Regions from separate parts of the Mus musculus genome. Here regions 2 and 3 are each linked to region 1. Evidence: chromatin contacts called from public promoter capture Hi-C data. All regions are on one chromosome and are shown on one strand. The core of a region is the stretch at or near the end of the contact, and the rest is flanking DNA. Distances in the headings are between cores, read along the strand shown. Region 1 holds the start of Slc44a2 (solute carrier family 44, member 2). Region 2 holds the start of Tmed1 (transmembrane p24 trafficking protein 1). Region 3 holds the start of Fdx2 (ferredoxin 2).

Region 1 (3,950 bases), core at 916-3,415:
CTGGAGGAGGTGGTGTGGCTCTGGAAGCCAGGTAGATCCTCCTTCACAGGCTCCTGAGTCTCATAGAGAAAAATATTATGCTTTCCTTCTGCCTGGAACACACGTGTCTCAATCATCTCACCCGGCCGGCACACGCCAACCTTCATTTCTTAAAACCTTCATTTCTTAAAATAGACCCTAGTGGCTCTTTCACACATAGCATCTTGTCCGTTGCTCTACAACCTTAACAACCTACAATTACATGTTCTCACTGGTCCTTCTGGCGGTCTACGCCTTTCTCTCCTCGGTGGACTGCTGCGTTCCCAGTCAGACCTTTGCCTGAGAAAGGTTCGTTAAATTCCTGGGGGCCTGGGGCTGGGGGGTTGGGGGCTTAGCAGCAGAGTGGGATCTAGGCCAATCACTTGCTGAACACGACTGAGGCTTCCAGGCTTCCAGGCCCTACTACCCACTGAGCATGCGTGTTGCCTTGAGTTTCAGTCTCAGCGCTTGTAGAAGCCCTGGGTTCCAGCCCCACCCACACATAAACACCAGTGCTTTCTGAGCATGAGCGACCCCATCTAGATTCCAGTTCTTGCTAAACATGAGCCAGGGTTCTAGCTTCAAACCCACGGCTTACTGACCATGCGCCATGCATGAGTCTCCGATTTCCATCGCAACACAATGTACAGCCCCCCTCTGCCTCTCCCCGCAAAAAAAGTTCCACCCTTTGGACAAATTGAAGCCAGGTAAAATAATATCCACGCTCATTCTGCCCCACTTTTATTTCAAACAGACCTCGAGAAGACCAAAGATTCTCTCAGGTGTGATACCCAAGCATACTCAGGCTCCCAGACCAAGAATCCCACACCAGAGACAGCCAGAAGCACTCAATAGTTGCACAGCAACCCAAGAGCCTGGGGCTTCAGACCTTCTAGTGGTCTGGGGGCTGGCAACTTCAAGCTGGGAGAGCCCTGAAAGGCTAGGTCTTGCTACCTTCCTTTAGGCCAGGAAGGGTGTGTCACAGCCTCTGGGACCTGTCTATTCTTTTTTTTTCCTCCCCCTGGACCGCACAGACCCAGGAAAGAGGAGGAAGGCAGAGAGCCTACTTGCTTTTCTAGTTATTTTTGAACCATTTCCGGCCCCCTCCCCAAGACTCTAGAGTCTAGCAGTTTCCAGGAAGTTCCAGTCACACAAAGTGGTATATCAGGGGGAGGGATAGAGCCCCTCTGCCAGAGTCTCAGCTATGCCTCTTAAGGCTTGTGGCCGATTTAGGCCCAAGGAACCTAAAATAGATAAGAGGAAGGAGGCTCAGAGTTCAACACCCAGTCCGTGGGAACCCGGAGTCGGGTAGGGTGAGAAATCCGCATCTTGGCCCCACCCCCAGCTCCAAGTGGCTAAGGCCACCTCAGGCCTTACTGAGGTCCGGGTCTCCTGGAACCCTTAAAATTACAGGCACCTGCAACAATCAGCACAGGCAGGGAAAGTTTCTGCATTGCTCCCCGCCTGCCCGCCTCGTCTCTGACCTTCCCTGTCGCATTAGGCACCTAATTCCAGTTATACGGGACTCTTCAGCCTTGCCTCAGTTTCCCCATCTAGTACTAAGCTTGGAGTCGCTATTCTGGATGTAAATGGCGAAGATGTGGAGGACACTTGGGTCTTAAGGAGACGGGACATGTGGCGAGGTCGGGCCCCATTCTTGCCCACACCCCAAGCTAAGATCGCCTCGCATCCCCTCCCCCGCCCATCACCTAATTCTCCCAGATAACGGGACCTCCAGGCGAGGAGCATGCGCCATAAGTCCCGGCTCATCGCTCAGGAAGGGAGTAAGCTTGAAGATCCCCGAAAAGAGACACGGGGGACAACCTGGGCTAGGGCCAAGAGCTCCGGCTGAGCCAGCGCGGGATGCAGAGGCCTGAGGACGCGGACAGAAGGGCCTTCGTACTGCCTGCAGCCACGAGTGTTTTGTTTTAAGGCTCTCAGATGTTGCCCTTCCTCAAAACCCCCTCCTTCCCAAGTCAGCACAGGCGACCTACAGGCCGGAGGCTACTCCTACCATAGACTGCGTCCTTCCGATCGTCCTCCATGGCCTCAACCGAGGAGAGCTGAGTCCGAAGCCAGCGCGACCCCAACCCAAGCGGGCGGGAGACACCGCGCGCTGCTGGCCCCGCCCTGCCCCGCCTGACACCGCCCCCAGCGCGCACGCCCAAGACAGCCCCGCCCCTTAGGGGCGTGCCCAGGGAGGGGCGTTGGGGGGCAGCCACCTTCTGGTTTCCAGTCCGCTCTCTCTGTGGACAATTAGTGTGTTGCATCTGCTGGTCAGTCATTCTTTTTGTTGTTGTTGTTTTGGGTTTTGTGGGTTTGTTTTTGTTTTGTTTTTAGACAGGGTTTCTCTGTGCAGCCCTGGATGTACCGGAACTCTGTAACACGGCTGGCCTGGAACTCAAGAGATCTGTCTGCCTCAAATACTGGGATTAAAGGTGTGCTCAACCACCGCTCAGCAAGTCATTCTTTGTCCAGGTACTGAGCGCTGACTGAGCTAGGGATGCAGAAAAAGTTGTCATGTGCTCATTCATCCTATTGGTAAGATTTTGAGAGTTTGAACACAAGTCAGAAAGGAATAAAAGAGAAGGAGTGGCATGTCCCTGGGCCTCTGGGTAGGAGGTTTACGACTTTAATCTTCCAATCCCAGCACTGGGGAGGCAGAAGCTGCAGGATCTCCTTTATTATTATTATTATTATTATTATTATTATTATTATTATTTTGAGACTGAGCCTCCCTGGGGTCCTAGCTATCCTGAAAGTTGCTATGTAGACCAGACTAAGAGAGATACCCATGCCTCTATCTCTGAGTGTGGGGTTTAAAGGTGTATGCCACCATGTCCAACCTTAAAAGGTAGTTTTGAAAAACACCTATCATTCCAGCACTTGGGAGATGAAGAAGGAGGCACAGTAGTTCCAGGCTAGCCTTAGCTACACAGGAGTTTGAGGACAGCCTGGGGTACGTGAGACCCAGTCTCAATAAACAAAAATTTTCTTTGATCAGTGGAAGGTTTGAAATGTTGACAGACATGATCTAAAATAAGTTCTAGAATAACAATGATTAGGGCTGGAGCGATGTCTCAGAGGTTAAGAGCACTGCCTGCTCTCTTCCAGATCCTGTCTTTCAGAGGACCTGAGTTCAATTCCCAGCAGCCACATGGTGGTTCACAACAATATATAATGAGATCTGGTGCCCTCTTCTGGCATGCAGGCATATATGCAAGCAGAACACTATTATATACAATAAAGAAATAAATCTTGAGAAAATAAAGAATGGTTAACCTAAGCCAGGCGTGGTGGGGCACGCCTTTGATCCCAGCACTTGGGAGGCAAAGGCAGGCAGATTTCTGAGTTCGAGGCCAGCCTGGTCTACAAAATGAGTTCCAAGACAGCCAGGGCTATACAGAGAAACCCTGTCTCGATAAAAACAGAAAGAAAAAAAAAGAAAAGAAAAGAAAAGAAAAAAAGCAACCTTAGAAGTTGCTGGGCAATGGTGGCACACACCTTTAATTCCAGCACTCTGGAGGCAGAAGCAAGCAGGCAGATTTCTGAGTTTGAGTCCAGCCTGGTCTATAAAGTGAGTTCCAGGACTGCCAGGGCTATACAGAGAAACCCTGTCTCAAAAAAAACAAAAACAAAAACAAAAACAAAAACAAAAACAAAACCGGAAAAGAGCCGGATGGTGGTGGCACACTCAGGAGGTAAAGACAAGTGGATCCCTGAGTTGGAGCCCACCCTGGTCTCCAGAGTGAGGCCTAGGACATCCAGGACTACACAGAGAAACCCTGTCTTGAAACTCCCCTCCCGCCCCCCAAAATTAAAAGAGACAGTTAAAATGGAAAATGCTTAAAATAGAGGAAGGGAAGCGGGTGTGGCTTTGTGGTAGAGCATTTGGCCTAGCATGTGTAAGGCTAGGTCTATCCCCAGCTAAG
Region 2 (3,703 bases), core at 1,037-3,536, 190 kb before region 1:
TCTAGGGTTAAACATTGTAGCAAGCTTCAAAGCTAACACACACACCATTCTAATGTTTATGGGTCTGGGTTACTTCACCTTAGCCTCCGCTCAGCTATCTGTGAATTTCATTTCTTTTTAGACAACTGAGGAATATTTGGTTGGGTAAATGTACCACATTTTCATTAGCAAGTCAGCTGCTGATGGACGTGTAGGCTGTTTCTGTTTCTAGCATAGAAATTGTAGAGCAGCAGTGAACAAGGAGCAAGGGGTTTTCCCTCCTGGCTTTTGAGACAGGGTTTGTCTGTGTAGCCCTGGCTGCCCTGGAACTCAGTTTGTAGACCAGGAGGATGTCAAATGCGCTCGGAGCCTCCTTCCTGACTCTGGGCTGCTGAGCTCTCCATCATACCCAGCTGCCTGTTCATTTTGTGCCCTGCTACTTTGCTGCAAGTGTTTCTCACCTCAAGTTTCCTGGTGGGGTTTTTAAAGAGTCTTTTATGCATAAAGTCACAGTATCTGCAAATAGAAACTTTGTCTTTTTCCTTTCCTATTTGTGTCCATTTGGTATCTTTCTGGTATCTTTTTTTTTTTTTTTTAAGATTTATTTATTGTTATATGTATCTACACTATAGCTGTCTTCAGACACACCAGAAGAGGGAGTCAGATCTCATTACAGATGGTTGTGAGCCACCATGTGGTTGCTGGGATTTGAACTCAGGGCCTTCGGAAGAGCAGTCAGTGCTCTTAACCACTGAGCCATCTCACCAGCCCTCTGGTATCTTTTTACTCTAGCTAAGACATCAAGGACTACTGAGAGGTGGTGGCACATGCTTTTAATTCCAGTACTTGGGAGAGAGAGGCAGGCAGATTTCCATGAGTTCAAGGCCAGCCTGGTCTAGAGTTCCAGGATAGCCAGGGCTACAAAGAGAAACTGTTTAAAAAAAAAAAATAAAAGGACTTCAAGTACTTCAAGTACTATATTAAGCAGATATGGGGAGTGGACACCTTGTTTTATTCCTGATTGTGGAAATGTTCTGAGTTCTGTTTAGGCTGATGTTGGTTGCTGTAAATTACCTTTATTCTTTTGAGGTTTCTCTTTCTTTTTTTTTTTTTTTCCCCGAGACAGGGTTTCTCTGTGTATCCCTGGCTGTCCTATGTCCTGGCACTCACTCTGTAGACCAGGCTGGCCTCGAACTCAGAAATCCACCCGTCTCTGCCTCCTGCGTGCTGGGATTAAAGGCGTGCGCCACCACGCCCGGCTCAAGCTACTTTTCTTATATAGCTCATCCCCACCTGTCTAGGAAAGGTACCATCTACAGTGGGCTGGGTCTTCCAGCAACGTTGAAAATGCCCAACAGGCAATTCCTCAAGTGACACTCAACTTGCCAGATTATTTTGTCAAGTGAACAAGAGCTAAGCACACAGTGTTGTGTGTGTGTGTGTGTGTGTGTAGGTCAGAGGACAATTGCAGGAGTCAATTCTGACCTTCCACTATCGTAGCACATGGGGATTAAACTAAGGTCATTAGGTTTAGCAGCAAGCGCCTGTGTTCTCTGAGCCATTCAAAGCCCAAAATAGATTCCTTGATTTTTTTGCTGGTCTGGAACTATGTAGTTCCATACCAGTTCGAGAGGATGGCCTCGAACTCCTTCCACCTCCCGACTCAGCCTTTCAAGTACTGGAATACTGCATGTGTCAGCACAGATGCACGTGGACCTGCTGACCCAAAGGTTTGAGATGTATTGTACGCAGGCTGAGGCAGTATTCTACTCACCAACAAACATTCCACCACCCCCTTAGGGATGGTATAAGGTGTAAAGGAAAAGCAGTCGGGGGAGGCCATGCTCACTGAACTAACATCGCCAGAACTCCAATATTGGAATACTAGCACCTGGCATATCTGCCTGTCGCACCCGTCACACAAGTTGAGATCAGAATCCAACAAAGCCGCCGTCCTCGGAGGGCTACGCCTACACTTGATTGACCAATGGGCAAAAGCACCTTGAATTGGGGAAGGCAGAGAGCGGGCGGTGCCAAGGGAGGACCTGCAAACCTCCCCGTTTAGTCATCTTAATTGTTGCCTGTAAAGAAGTGCTTCACCATTTTTAGATTTGTCAGTGCCCCCACCAAATGCAGTGGTTGATATCAGACTTGGGTAGGTTTCACGAAGTTCGCAGTAGCGTTAGTATGCTTTCTAGCAGATTAGGCAATTACCAGGGCAGCTCCCCATCCTGGGGCCCTTCAGTCAGCATTCCGCGGCTTTGGGGTCGAACAGAAGCCGAAGCCAATGAGCTTTGCCGAAATAAGAGGTGGGCAGGACAAATCCTTAAAGGGTCCACGCCCCGTGAGTAGAGGGTGACCCGGATGATGGCGGCCGGCGCGGCCGTAGCACTGGCCCTGTGGCTACTCCTGCCAGCAGTAGGAGTGGGAGAGGCAGGGCCGCCGCCTATCCAGGACGGCGAGTTCACATTTCTGCTTCCCGCCGGGAGAAAGCAGTGTTTCTATCAGTCCGCACCGGCCAATGCTAGTCTTGAGACCGAGTACCAGGTGAGAGAGGGGGTCCCGGGCTCGGAATAGAGCAGGGCTGGGGGCGTGGCCAACAGGCGGGAGGGGCGGGGCAGAGGTGTGGCCAGAACGCTAATAGTCTTGCAGAGAAGGGGCATGCTCTGCTCAGAGCTCTTTGGGTTGGGTTCTAGGGAAGTTCCTGGCGGCTGTTGGGTAGGTTACGATTAAGTTAGCGGTCAGGTAGACAGCCACCTTAGACTACTCAAGGGCGTTGGCAGGGTGGTTGATAAAAGACCTCACGTGGATGTATCCATCTTAGGGACTGGGAAGAAACCTTGTAGGTGTGGATGGATGTTGGTCTTCAGATAGGCCCTTGGGGGAATCCAAATAGCTTGCTGGGTTAAAACAAAACAAAACAAAACAAAAACCGCTTGCTGCTAAACTACGACGACCCGAGTTTCCTAACTCTATGGTAGAAGTGCAGCTCTGACTAATCTCCCTCCACAGGCGCTACTCCTCTATCTCAAGCAAATACCTGGGATTTGTGGTTGTTCTTTTTTCTTCTTAAAGATAGGTTCTTGGTGATCTTACATGGGTCTTTCCCGGTTCGGTTTAACCCAGGCTTTCTGTGGCAGATAGGCTTGCACAAAGCTGCCAGTTCCCCAATTCTTACCTGCTCTTCAGGTGATCGGAGGTGCTGGGCTGGACGTGGACTTCACCTTGGAGAGCCCTCAGGGTGTGCTGTTGGTCAGTGAGTCTCGAAAGGCTGATGGGGTACACACGTGAGTGAAGTCCTGCCCTGCCTTGGTTCAGTTACAGCCCTGCAGCTCCCCAGTGGCCTCAGGTTACCATCCTACTGGTTCCACAGACCAGCTGGCTGGTCACTCCAGGGTCACGTCTATGTCTCATCTGTCTGCCCAGGGTGGAGCCTACTGAGGCCGGAGACTACAGGCTGTGCTTTGACAACTCCTTCAGCACCATCTCAGAAAAGCTTGTGTTCTTTGAGCTCATCTTTGACAGCTTCCAAGATGAGGAGGAGGTAGAAGGTTGGGCGGAGGCTGTGGAGCCAGAAGAGATGCTTGATGTCAAAATGGAAGACATCAAGGTGAGCTGGGTATGATGGTGCATGCTTAGAATCCCAGTTCTGAGGAGGCTGAGGCAGGATGCCAGTGAGTTCAAGACCAACCTTATTTACATAGCAAGCTCCCGTCTCACAAAA
Region 3 (3,623 bases), core at 850-3,349, 250 kb after region 1:
CTGGGCCTGGGCCCTGGGCCCAATGGTCACAGTCACCTGCTGAAGGTACGGGCAGGAGGAGGGGAGGCACAGGGCTGGGCAACCCTGGCTCTGGGAGGCCACTGACCTGGCCCCCCTTGCTGTCTGTCTCCAGACCCCACTGGGTGGCCAGAAACGCAGTTTTTCCCACCTGCTGCCCTCACCTGAGCCCAGCCCAGAGGGCAGCTACGTGGGCCAGCACTCCCAGGGCCTCGGCGGCCACTACGCGGACTCCTACCTGAAGCGGAAGAGGATTTTCTAAGGGGTCGACACCAGAGATGCTCCAAGGGCCTGCACCAAGTTGCTTTTGGGTTTTTTCTGGTATTTGTGTTTTCTGGGATTTTATTTTTATTATTTTTTTTAATGTCCTTTCTTTGGGTAATAGAGAAATCTCTGCAAAAGACTTTGCTGACCAACCAGCTGGAGCTCAAGGAATGTGGGGTATCTGGGGCCACACCATTACCTGTGGGCTTGCTCCTGGAGCCAAACCCTGCAGCCTTAAGAGAGAGGGGCCTGACCTGCTCTCTTTCCCTCCCTAGCTCCAGGCCTCCTCTCCTGCCTCGTCACTCCTGTGTTCTGGCCTCTTGAGTGCCTTTGGAGGTGTCTCTGACCTGTGAGGATCAGAGACAGTCCCCGTTTTTAAACTTCGACAATTGACTTTTATTTCCTTTTCTAATTTTTATTATTTTTTAAAACAACCAGGATGATTATCACATCTACTCCCCCATCCGTCCAGAAAAGCCCCAAATTGATTCCTTCAGGGTCTGGCCTGCCCAGGCTCTATTCCACATGTGCAGGTTCCAACAGCTTAACCCTATTCTCTTCCCAGTCATCTGCTGCAGGTATAGCTGTCTCATGCCCCTGCCTGCCTATTCTGGCCAGTACCCTAAGCCCCAAGATCTCCAGCCCCTGCCCCAGTATCCTTGCCTTCTGATGCCTTAAAGTTGGGCCACAGGTCCTGCTGGGTCAGAGCCTCACAGATGCGGAGCTCCAAAAGCTCCGCTCAGGACCAAAGAGCTCTGGCCTAGGGTTCATCCTTTCTCCAGGTGTCTGCCCTGTGGACAGAAGGCTAAAGCCTTGATCTTGGCAAACCACCCCTTTTGCCCAAAGCCTGGATGCAGAGACCAGTATTTTCTGCTGGCTTCAACAGTCTCCCCTGCTGTCTGTGAAAGGTGACCATTGTACCCAGGCCACTGGGCCTCTACCATGTTCTTTCAAACCCAGGTCATTACCATCCCCAGGCTGGATCACTGGAGCAGGCCTCCTCTCTGTCCATGTGAGGGGGACCTAGGGGCTCTGCCCTTAGCCAGCTGAGCCACCACCAGCCTCCCTCCCCAAACATGATAACCCAAACCCACTCCAGTGGGTGTATCTCACCCCCTCACCCCACCCCCACCCCCTGCATAGACCTTTGCTGAATTAAAGTTTGTAAGTAAACGGTTTTAAAAAAAAAATCAGAGCTGGCTGGTTCTTGATATAAACCATGGGCCAGCAAACTAGCTCAGAATTCTGGTAACACAGACAGCCTGAGTTTTATCCCTCTGCCCCAAATGGTGGAAGGAGAGAACTGACTCCCGCAGATTGACCACTGACCTACACACATGTCACGGATGGGCTCATACACACAATCCCTAAAAATTTAAGTTGGGCTTGGAGGCCAGCCTGGTCTATATGAATTGCTTAGAGACTTAAGAATTTCTCAGTCTATAGAGATTCTGTCTCAAACAAAATTTAAATACTGGTTGCACATAACCGGTAATTCCAGCAAAGGAATTCGGAGATCAAGGCCAGACTAGGGGATCCTGTCTAAAAATTAGAGAACTCAGAGGTTGGTCCCAATTGCCGAACGTAGTTTTAGTTCCCAGCCCCACACTACCCATCAACTCTTCTGGGCTCCATAGGCACCCACTTGGTGCACATACGTACATATAAGCAGAACACATACAGTACGACCTAAGGGAAGAAATATCCAACCACAGGGCGAGGCCGGAAGTCCAGCTAGATCCCAGTGCATCACCTTTGACCTCACACGGCGCCCAAACGCTGCGTTTACTGTCGCTGAGGACGCGCAGAGCATGCTAGGTCTTCCGGTCACGTGGCCTATCATGGCCGCCTCCATGGCCCGGGGCGTGAGCGCCCGGGTCCTGTTACGGGCGGCCGGGGGATCTTGGGGACCCAGGGCCGGGCACGCGGCGGTAACATCTAGGACGTTCGGGACTACAGGTACATAGGGCTGGGCCGAGCCGCGGCGTGCAGCGAGGCCGCAGCCGCTCACCCACTCGTGTGTTTCCAGGCGAGCGGCGTGCTGGCGAGGAGGCGGCGGACAGCCCGGAGCTGCCCCGGGACGTGTGAGTGCCCCTCGTGCCACGCCCTGCCCCTCCCTGCCACTCCCTGCCTCCGGCTCAGCACCTGCACCCTGTTTGTCCCCAGGGTCAACGTGGTGTTCGTGGACCGCTCTGGCAAGCGGATCCCGGTGAGGGGCAAAGTCGGGGACAATGTTCTATACCTGGCCCAGCGCCACGGGGTGGACCTGGAAGGTAGGTCATATGAAACTAGGGAGATCCTTGGCATTCTTATACCTTTTTGTAATTTTGAGAGGTTTCCTATAGCTCAGGCTCGCCTCGAACTTACTATGTATCAGAGGATGACTTTGAACTGCTGACCCTCCTGGGACCTGGTGTGCACTACCACAATCCAATACTTTTGTTTAGGTGGTGTATGGGTGGGTCCGATCTCACTCTGTGAATCAGGCTGTCCAGGAACTTAAGTATGTAATCCCGGCTAGCCTCCAACTCATTGCAGTGAACCTACTGCCTCCACTTCCTGAGTCCTGAGACTACAGGCATGTGCTGCCTACCATATCACCAAATAGGTGGGATGGGAAGAACTGAGATGGAGTCCATGTTATTCAGGCTGTTCTGAAATCAGCTATATAACCAGGCTAGGCTCAAACTCACAATAGTGATGCCCCTGCCTCCACCTCTTTAGTGCCAAAATGGTTAAGACAGAGTCTCTGACTTACCCTTAAACCTGCTGGCTGATCATACTGCCTTAGCTTTCTCAGTTCTGAGAATACAGGTTGTCTCTACTGTTTTACCACCTTTGCGCTAACGCCAGTAAGATGGCAATAATGAAACTGGAAAGGTCGCCAGTGCTGAAGACTGCAGACGGCTTGTGAGAAGACCTGTGTTCTCTTCCTACCACCAGCTCTGTGCCAGGCAATTCACAGCCTTCTGTACCAGTAGTGCCGGGCACACTACCTCACCTCCATGGCACCTACTCACATGCACAACCCACACAGAGACACATGGAAACACTTAAAAATCTTTCTTTAAATTAACACTAAAATAAAACTAGGTTTTGGAGCAGCCCTTACTGAGCTGCTAGAATCTGTGCTCTCTTGGAAATTGTGGATTCTCCATGTTGACCCCCCATTCTCTAGTGCTGCCGCTGACTACCTTTTGGGGAGAGGTGGAACTGAAGCGGGATCACAGATGCACAGTGCTGTCCCTCACCACTCTCTTGCTGTTTTTCAGGCATCACAGCTCAGTCCTGTCCTAGCACCTCTGTGCTTATAATGTGAGAGGTGATTTCCCAGCAGATGA

The links. Promoter capture Hi-C pulls out the DNA fragments that hold promoters and counts their contacts.
Region 2: a contact with region 1 is called in a promoter capture Hi-C map of stem cell-derived epiblast-like cells, with 5 times the contacts expected there. The contact joins the promoter of Tmed1 here to the promoter of Slc44a2 in region 1. A contact is called at or near these places in 17 of 39 promoter capture datasets (the 3T3-L1 cell line, the C10 cell line, cranial neural crest and 11 more), 5 of 484 Hi-C or Micro-C datasets (CD8 T cells, embryonic stem cells, liver and 1 more), 5 of 115 datasets of contacts at active chromatin or transcription factors (the 230-238 cell line, bone marrow-derived macrophages, embryonic stem cells and 1 more) and 4 of 9 other capture datasets (adipose tissue, liver, macrophages and 1 more).
Region 3: a contact with region 1 is called in a promoter capture Hi-C map of liver, with 4 times the contacts expected there. The contact joins the promoter of Fdx2 here to the promoter of Slc44a2 in region 1. A contact is called at or near these places in 7 of 39 promoter capture datasets (cranial neural crest, frontonasal cranial neural crest, hippocampal neurons and 3 more), 1 of 115 datasets of contacts at active chromatin or transcription factors (embryonic stem cells) and 2 of 9 other capture datasets (adipose tissue and pancreatic islet).

What each region holds. Positions count from the first base shown.
Region 1 is chr9:21,318,934-21,322,883 of GRCm38.p6, reverse strand. Slc44a2 (solute carrier family 44, member 2) reads right to left here and starts at 2,165. Exons shown (of 23, transcript NM_001359227.1): 1 at 2,033-2,165. The coding sequence starts at 2,063. It overlaps Gm39302 (predicted gene, 39302), which reads left to right and starts at 1,770. Exons shown (of 2, transcript NR_166671.1): 1 at 1,770-2,294.
Region 2 is chr9:21,508,817-21,512,519 of GRCm38.p6, reverse strand. It overlaps Tmed1 (transmembrane p24 trafficking protein 1), which reads left to right and starts at 2,286. Exons shown (of 4, transcript NM_010744.4): 1 at 2,286-2,526; 2 at 3,169-3,266; 3 at 3,406-3,589. The coding sequence starts at 2,344.
Region 3 is chr9:21,072,007-21,075,629 of GRCm38.p6, reverse strand. Fdx2 (ferredoxin 2) reads left to right here and starts at 2,099. Exons shown (of 5, transcript NM_001039824.3): 1 at 2,099-2,241; 2 at 2,312-2,366; 3 at 2,449-2,555. The coding sequence starts at 2,124. Raver1 (ribonucleoprotein, PTB-binding 1) reads left to right here. Exons shown (of 13, transcript NM_027911.4): 12 at 1-45; 13 at 134-1,472. The coding sequence ends at 280. It overlaps Gm38431 (predicted gene, 38431), which reads left to right. Exons shown (of 17, transcript NR_038081.2): 12 at 1-45; 13 at 134-339; 14 at 2,312-2,366; 15 at 2,449-2,555. Mir7082 (microRNA 7082) reads left to right here and starts at 42; the gene lies at 42-133.